Linked DNA regions of Anas platyrhynchos: region 2 is linked to region 1. The links are chromatin contacts, called in public Hi-C maps. All regions are on one chromosome and are shown on one strand. The core of a region is the stretch at or near the end of the contact, and the rest is flanking DNA. Distances in the headings are between cores, read along the strand shown. Region 1 overlaps FBRSL1 (fibrosin like 1). Region 2 overlaps FBRSL1 (fibrosin like 1).

The links. Hi-C and Micro-C count contacts between places; a contact is called where the count stands out from the background.
Region 2: a contact with region 1 is called in a Hi-C map of skeletal muscle, with 1.6 times the contacts expected there. The contact joins two enhancer-like sites.

Annotation. Positions count from the first base shown.
Region 1 is chr16:11,823,052-11,827,538 of IASCAAS_PekinDuck_T2T, reverse strand. The region is part of intron 1 of FBRSL1 (fibrosin like 1); the gene reads left to right. Among named protein-coding and RNA genes, the nearest start is that of FBRSL1, 110 kb to the left of the region's middle. Within about 2 kb of position 2,063, at least 4 of the 8 cell types and tissues checked have an H3K27ac peak or open chromatin away from gene starts, as enhancers often do.
Region 2 is chr16:11,868,086-11,872,572 of IASCAAS_PekinDuck_T2T, reverse strand. The region is part of intron 1 of FBRSL1 (fibrosin like 1); the gene reads left to right. Among named protein-coding and RNA genes, the nearest start is that of FBRSL1, 68 kb to the left of the region's middle. Within about 2 kb of position 1,827, at least 2 of the 8 cell types and tissues checked have an H3K27ac peak or open chromatin away from gene starts, as enhancers often do.

The DNA of each region.
Region 1 (4,487 bases), core at 814-3,313:
GCAGCTGGGACCTGCTTGCCAAAGGCTGGCTTGCTCCAAGCCGCTCCTGCCAAATGCAGAGAGAAGCAAACCCCTCCTCTGACCTCTGGCTGCGCTGGGTGCTGGGGACGGGGTGCTCCTCCAGCTCTCACTGCTGTGCAACATGCAGGACTGCCACGTTGTGTTGGGTTCCTACACCACCATGAATTTCCCAACAGCTTTATCGTGCTGCTCTCGTGAGAAATTCCAGGTTGTTGCCCCAGGAAATTTAGCCAGAGTTATCTTTATAAAGTTTTGCGAAGCAGGAAGGTTAATCTCAGTGGGGATTTAATTTCTCTAAATTTGGGGGGAATTAGAGACAGCTGTTTCTCAGCTAATTGTGGGTGATCTGCTTAAATGTAATTGTGTGCCTTTATTTCTGTTCTTAGCAGAGGATCTCAGCACTGACAAGAACCAGTCACATCCCCACTGTTGTGTAGGTGAAATTGCTTTTGTTTTCATCAGTGCTCTGGGCCCATCGGTGCTATTTCAGTGTTAAGTAGATGCTGCAGTACTTGAGACGTGAAAGGCACGACGTTTCTTCAGCTGGATGCTGTATCAGGTTGTTGTTCATATGTTGTGGTACAAACCTGCTGAAGATGGGCTTATTAGCTGGAAGTATTCAGGGACCCCACTTCAGGTCATCAGTCACACGAGGAGGAACAAACTCCTCTAAGACACAGGACAAGCCTTGCTCCTGAGCCATCCTGCCTTTGTGTGGAGGTGAGACCCCACAGCAGACCAGAAATCCTTTTAGAAAGGTCTTCCTGCTGCAGAAAATAGGCATCCATCTTCACAATGCACAGAGGCAGCAGAAATACATTTCAGCTCACATTTTTCCTCGTGCTGGCTGTTTAGACTCCTGAGCAGCATTTAGAGTACATGGTTTCCAGATCTTAGGTTTGGAGTAGTTCAAGATCAAAGTTATTCTAAAGGTTAAGCTACATGTGATTTTATGCCATCAGGAGCACTTCTTAAAGAATAAAATTTGCTTTGATTGGGAGCTAGCAGCAATCTCAGAGACAAATGGTATCTCTTGGCCTAGAAATTTTCACCGACTTCAGAGCCGTGTGAGCGCCGTGCCGCTCTGGGGAGCAGGGAGGGAGGAGCAGTGCAGCGACAGGCACTCGTGTCCTGAGGATGGACAGACAGTGTGAGACCCAGAGGATTCAGCTGTGTGTGTTTGGATATTGTGCCATTTCTTCAGAGCATTCCCCCCATCCCTCTTCTTGGGTTAGCTTGGCCTTTGGGGGATCTCGTAGGGCTTGTAGAAATGTGGTGCTGGCTGTGGCTTTTCTAAGAGGCCATGACTCAGCAGCAGGAGTTGGAAGTTAGGGGATTTCGATGCAGAGAAATGTGATGGAAGCAGGGAATGAGGAGTGTGAGGTCTGGTTGGTGGAAGTGGAGGTGCTGCGTGGTTTCCTGACCCATCCCTGTGTTGGTGTGGAGGGGTGGGTGCAGCTCGGCGCTGCTCCTTGTCCAGATCATGTCCTGCCCCTTCTCCACCAGAGGAGCAAGCTCCCTTTTGCAGTGTCCAGTTACATTCAGAAAGAACTACTGAATAACCCCAGAAAGTACCTCGCAATCAGCAGGAGTACTCTAAAAACACCTTGTTTCCTTCCAGCCTCCCAGCAAGGCGAGGTGGCGCAGCACAGCTGCAGGCAGGGTGAGGCTGGTAGCTGTAAGCCGTGGGGCACATCTTGCACAGCCTCGTGTCTGTGCCGTGCTCGCTCACAGAGCGTTGTTCTCACCCTGCTTGGAGCTCCTCGCACTGCAGACGCCCGAATTCTGTCACGTTGTGTTAGGGGACCCCGCTGGGAAGAGCTACAAGGACCAGCTGCTCTGCGCTTCAAAGGCACAGCCCTGGGTGTTTGCCTATGCTGGAGGAGGCCACTCGGCGTGACCTTGAGGAGCTGCTTTGGGGAGCAGGAGCTCTCCCTTCCTCAGCCTCACAGCCCCGGGCTTGGCAGGGGAGGTGGCCGAGCAGGCGGCTGGATGAGGGGCCCCTGCACGCCTGAAATCAGCTCGAAGCCGTCTGCTAATGGCAAGGTAGTTGGCGGCTGGTGGTTTTCTCCAAGGTCTCTCACAGTCAGCTGTGAAAGCCCCAGATATTTGACTGAATGTATTTTGAAGTGGAGTGGCTTTGTCCCGGCTTTCTTATTTTGTTAATGCGGATATTTAATGGAAACAGCGCGAGAGCTGGGCTCTGAACTGTCAGGCAGGAAGGTTTCAAAATAGGGCAGGCAAAAAAAAGAGCCAGCTTTCAGAAGGTATGTTTGTACTAGGTCCTTAGCATGGCACTGTTTAACTTCTTTTAATCAGTGACCCAGGGGGAAAAAAAAATAGCACCATTACTCAAAGTCCTCAGATAACACGCAGATTAGGTGGAGTGCAAGATAAGGAACAGGACTGGAGTGACTGGGATTGCTTTGCGAACAACGTGTTCTGGGGTAATAAAACGCCCTGCTCTGCGGGTGAAATGAGGGCCCTTGGTGTATAATGAGGAGATGGAGGATGGATAGCTGCCTCCTGAGCAACAGCTGAGCCTGAAAGAGGCATGGGTGTCAGGATGGATAACTGTCTGAATCGGGGTTTTCACAGCCTAGCAGTGCCCAGGATTAGCAAATCCTTGAATGTACAGGCAGGGAAAGGCTGGGCTGAGCAGCTCTGAGGTGAGCACGGCATCCCAGCCTGGTGCTCACAGCTCAGGAAGCACGCGTAAAAATTGGAGAGACTTCAGGAAGGCGTCGTGGGAATTGTTAAAGGATAGGAAAATCTGTCTCGCAGGGAAGGACTCCAGGAGCTCCGGCTATTTTATTGTAGGAGGCTGAGGGGTGAGACGCTTACAATTTATAACAACCTGTATGGGGAAGAGAAGCATGGTAATAGAGGGCTCTTCGTCTGGCAGTCAGAGCAGTGACAAGATCCAGCAGCTGGAAGGCTGTAACACTGATACATTTAGATTGGAGATAAGTGTGAAATCGTACCAAGATGAATAATTAACCGCTGTAGCAGTTTATCAAGGATCGTGATGATCCCATCTCTGGGTATCTCCGAATTCAACCTTTTAAACAAGAGGCCATGGTTCAGTCTGGGATTAATCCAGCCCAGCCTGGTGGTCTGTGTTGGTTTGGTAGCATACCTGCCAGGAGGAGTTGGGAGGCAGTATATTTTTATATTAAAAATCATTTGGAGGTGAATTCTGTCTTGATTTACACCTGAAGAGTCAGTGCTGGGTATCTGAATATGAGAGCACCTTGTGCCCTCACCATTCTTCTGCTTAGCTGTCAGAGGTCTCGAACAGCTCCGGCTTGCAGGTGCTGCTGCAGCTCTCACTAGCAGCCGCTGTCGTGGTTAGCTGCGTGCCAGGGGAAGTGGGGCTGCCTGTCCCTGCCATGCTGCTTTCTGCCGGGAAAGCAGGCTTTGCTCTATTTTCCAGGGCGTTGCAGTTCTGTGAGCTGATGGATGCTCGGTTATGTTCTGTGAGCTGATGGATGCTCGGTGGGAGCTTTTGCAATGTGAGAGATGGGAACGCTTAGCACCTTTGATGCATTGGTCCCTTTTGTTCGCGGTGAGGAGGGTTTGTATTGAACCACGCTGATGTGTATTTGTGCTGAAGAATTATCTGAGCCTTCACTTCTTACCTCGCGGTGGAGGACCCTGTCTGCCTGTCTCTAGAGCTGGCGTTTCGGGGGATCCATTAGCAGCTGACTTGGAACACCGCGATACGGGTGTGTTAGAGGTGCCAGGGCTCGGAGCATTCCAACCTCCAGCTTCGCCGAGGTCGGTGCTTGCTTTGCTCGTGTGTCACCGAGTGGGGCAGGACTCACATTCAGCCAGCGCTGTTATTAGTGCTGGAGCGAGCCTTCGGCAGGCTATTTTTAGCAGCCGGGGCTGTTGTTGAGAGCTTGCAATTGCTAAAAATGCCTTGGAATGATTTCACAAGCGATATTGTCTGTGGAGGAATTTGCGCACCAGCTGTCTGTCTTCAGGCCAGTTGATTGTGTTGACACGTCTTCCCTGCGATTTGTCATCTCTGACTCCGGCATCGCTGCGGCTGTGACAGGCGTGCTATCAGTGTCTGATGGGAGAGAGTGACTGAGTGGGTAAGTGACAGCAGCAGCCTCATTACTGACAGCTTGGGAAACACTGAGCTCGCAGGGAGATCTTTGGCCTGCGTCGATATTTGACTTTTCCTTTCCCACCCTGTCTCATGAAGCGCGTGTTGTTGCTGCCATCTTCCATGGGAAGGGTCTGATCCACGGCTGGGGCTTCGTGGATCCTCGAAGCAGTGTTGTAAACCTTTTCCTGATTCGAGTGGCTTCCTCCAGGCAGAACAGCCTCTGGGTTTTGGTGCGGATGGTGGTTCCCTCTCCTAAGGCAGCAGTTCTCACACGGCTCACGTTTCTGGAAGGATTATGCCCCAAGAACCAAGACTTAAAGGTGGGATCGCTGGAAACTCTGATTCC
Region 2 (4,487 bases), core at 578-3,077, 45 kb before region 1:
CTAAAAGGCCATAATTCCATGTTAACATGCCTTATTGCAGCCTGATAAGTCATAGTCTAATCTCCATTACCAGACTGCCCATAAATATTAGAGATATGTGGGGCAGGGAAGGTAAGGAATGAAATCTGGTTTTGATGCAGCAGTATCAGCGCTGGCTGGCCCTGCCGGGACAGAGCTGAGTCATTTTAAATGCAGCAATTCCTGTAACGCGTGTGGTGACCTCTTATTTTTATTTGAGTAAATATATAGCTGTATTTTCACCTATTCAGTCTTTCTTTAAAAAATAAAAAAGCAATTGTTCCAGAATGCCTTGGTGACTTAGACACATGAGGAAATACAAACAAGTTTCGGCATTATGATTGTGAGCGTATTGCGGTGTTACACCACAAATGCAATACCACTGGTGTTTTCACTTCAGCAAGTTGCTGCTTTTTGTGGACAATAAAACCACAGGCTGTTGAAATTATATGGTATAATAATGGAGTCAAATCCGCATGCTCAAGTGATCCTGTGTGTTTTTGACGTTTTATTAAAGTGATGAGTAGGTAAAAAGTCTTTTTTGTTTTGTTTTCTTGCTGCCAGGGATTGTAAGAAAACAGGGTAACACCAACCTTTCCAGTTAACTATTCACAGAAAACATAATTAGCAGTTTGGCTCTTTCTTGCCCAAACAGTTGAGGATGTGTGATGGACTCTTGGATGGTGTGGACACAAATGACACTGAGGTCTCTTCACTTTGAGCCTCCTGACTTTTGAAATCACGGTGGATTTCAACCACCGTTTGTTGTTCACAGAAACATTTAAACCAAAGTTGAAATCAAGGGATTAGCTCCGTTTTGTGACCCTTTCAAAAACACTGCATGCCAAATCCTCTGAAACAACTTCCATTGAAAAGCTGAATGCGTTTTTCCTCCCTGACCGAAATGGCAGAATGCACAAGGGCAGCGCTTTTCATATTTTAAAGTTCCAGGAGTGGTGAAGAGAAGCCTGGTCCCGTTACGGGACTCACCACGGGTGGCTGTCGTTCGAACAGTGCTGCCTGCTCCTAACCCTAACCCTAACCCAGGTTGTGCCGGGCAGGCAGTGCAGGGTCCTGGGCAGCCCCAGCGTGGCAGGACGAGGAGGGGAGGCCTAGGAGAAGGGGAAGAACAAACCTCAGATGCAGTAAGGGAACGAACTCGGAAAACACACGCGACGGTCCCCATGTGCCAGCAGTGAGCTCGGGAAGCACATCCAGCCACCCCAAGCTGCCAAGGGCGGGCAGCCCTCATCTGGGCAGGGCATTCGGCAGTGACGTGGTGATACGTACACCAGGGCTTTTTTCTGGGGGAAAACCCAAGTGTGCGCCATGTGGTTCAGTAGACAGCCGTGGTTTTGCAGGGATGAAAGTAAAATTGAGTGCTATTGCTCTGCTGTGCGTTATTTTCTCTGTTTCAGGCTGGAATTTTGCTGGTTTGCACCATTTTCTGCTGCCATTGGGTGGTTTGAAAGCTTGGTTTCCCTGCCTTGGATTTATTGAGGGAGCATGAAGGAAAAATGAACCGGAGCAGTATATTTTCTTTGTTGTCTTCTTGCTGTCAATTGAGTCTTAGTGGTACCATTAGTCACTTCATGACACGTTACCTTACCTGAGTGAGTTTTGCTCCCCTCTGCGTGTTTGACTGGATTTTTAAACATGTTTTTTTGTAGGTTGCCACACATCCTGAGACTGGAAAGCATGATTCTCTAAAATCCGCTTACTTTTTGAGCTTTCAAGGCTTGCCTCCCCTCACCCACCTTCCGTCAGGCTGCGTCCGGCAGAGCTCCCGGGGCTGGCTGTGAGCCTTATCTCTGTTGACACAATTAGTCGGCTCGCAGGGTGAGCGTGACAGCGACTGCGTGCAGGGCTGGTGGAACGCAATTACCGAGCAACAACAGATCCCCAAAGAAAATCGTAATAGTGAAAATGATGAAAAGAATCTTTATTTCTGCACCGTGGAGGTGTGCGTGACAGTCCCAAAGCATATTCACTTGCACGAACGTTCAGAACCATTGGCCCTGTTGCATTTATCTTGGTGACATCCAGCTCCGTTCCTGACCGGGAGCATTGCTGCCCTAGATGCTCAGCACAGCTGCTGGTGGTGAAGTCGGGGTGGGAGCTGGGACCTTCATCAGCGCACGGCAGCTGAGCAGAGCACGTCCCTCTGCGTGCTTTCCTACCCCTTCCTTGCAAACACGCAGTTGAAATTTTTCCTAAACTTTATATAGCTTCTGAAGAAAAACTGAACTTTGCTGTGTGTTGAAGCTGTGGAGTCCTTTGTGTGTGTGCATGCAGCTTAGGATTCCTATTAATAACAATTGGTTTGTAAAGTGTGGTTACTGGAATTGGCAAGCATGTATTGGCAGCAAGGCAGCACAATAGCAGAGCTGAATGCAAGCAGCAGGCTGCTAATGCACCCCTACAGTACGCTCGTTTGTGCATTTTTAAATTATTACATTTGGCCTCTGCTTGCATTAAGTGTATCTTGGGTTTGACTGTCAGAAACAGGAAGATCCTGATAGCAGATAACTGTCCTTAGTAGCTGTATTGGTCAAAACAGAAGTGTTAAAAGTGTTTTCAGTGAGAAAACTTCCAGCTGAAGACTACAATTACAGAGAGCAAAGTGGTTCTGAAAGCTGGCTGCTGGTGAGGGGAGTGCTCGCGATATCCCTAATCATAATCGTTGGGGTTCGAGCGCTTCCTGTAGCGATCACACGTCTGTAACTGCAGACGGAGAAATATCCGTGCAAAGCCTTGGGTAAGTTGCAGCTAACGGGGGGAGGCCGTGAAGAATCGAGGAGCAAAGGGAGGGAACGTCACACAGGTTATTTTATTTTTATCCAGAGTGACATTGCAAGGCAGATTTTTTTGTTATTTCCCCATCCACCCAAAAGTGCTTCCCTAGGTCCTGCCTTTCCTGAAGGTGAAACATTCTGTTCGTGTCCCGTTGCCCCACTGGTGAAGGACGCCCCTGCCTCTCTTAGCATGAACCCACTAACTGCGTGTCTGCGGAGTGCAAGCTCAGACCTGTCCAGAAACTTGGTCTGTCGAGTTCAGTTTCAAGAAAGAGGGTTTTCATTTAGCTTGGTTTCTTCAAATACGAACGCTAGGAAGGCAAGCCAACGGCATCGCACCGCATTATTGCTCTGTTGTGTTTAGGGTTGTAAAGCTTACTGTAACGCTAACACAGACTGGCATCTGTTTTGTTTCAGCTTTAGTGTTTGGGAATTACCAAAAAATATCGTACATTTGAGACTGAGTCAGATAATAAGGGGGGACGGTTAGTCAAGAAGCCCCCTCGACACAGAACTGTTTCCCCTACTAAAATGTCTCTGTAGATGACTTGGATGCTGGTAAGGAGCTTGCATGTTGGTTTGGAAGAAAATTCTTTTGAACATAGACAGTAATTTCATAATTAGCCCTTAAAATTACATGGTAGTAAAAACTCGGGAAACATTAAAGATCACAAACATTAAAGCATCTGTTTTATATTGTAGCTACTCTCGTCTTGATCCCTCTTGCTGCCCTCAAAAAAGGAAATGAAAAAGATAGTGTGCTTTGAGTTAGTGTGAGGACTCTTTAGGGGAGCCAAGTAAAATGATTAAAAGCAGCTACTGAACTAAGCATGGGCCATGTTGATGCTCTGAAAGGCAAGTGAAATATTTTTGCGCAGCCAGAGGCACGTGTGCATATAACTGGCAGATTTAATCTCCGTTATCTATAATATTTACTGATTTAAAGTTTAGTCCAGATAAGATCTCTTTCAAACATCCCTTGACACAAGAGATGCTTGTACAGAGAACCCTTTATCCCTTAGCATAAGTTTTTTGAGTTCAAGACTTTCAGTGAACACGTGTTAATTGTGAATTCTGGATGACCAAAAAAAAAGTCTGAAGGCTTGCTAAAAGGGATGTAAAACTCTTTCCACTGCTGTTCTCCACTTAATTTTTTCATTTTTATTCTTTTTTTTTTTTTTTTTTAACTTTTGTGGTGATGGCCTGTTGTTCGGAAAGAGACAGAAAAGGACAACCACTGGAACAAATTGTTGCACCAAACTGCTAAAAATGTAATGCTGGTTACCCACCACTACCTTATTTTCCTTACTCCCAAGCTGATAGCTCTCTAAGGATAAATCTATATTTTTGGTATTCCTGTGGCCTGCACTGCACGTACACCGTTAGTTTAGAAGCATGCAGAAATTATTCTTCTTTTCAAACACGGGCTTTCTAAACCAGCTTACTTCCTAATTATAAGGCCTCTTAAGCTCAAACCATTCGAAGTGCGTTTAGAGTTTGTCCACAGGAGACTGCAGCTATTTACTACGTTATTCTGAAATCACACCTTTCTGTTTAAGTAGGTGGAACCACATGGCTGGATCAAGCCTTATAATTATCCTCACCTGTCAAGGATGTCTGTGTTTAAACAGAGTTGCAGCCTGCAGCTCTCTGGACTGGAGCTGTTAGGCTCTT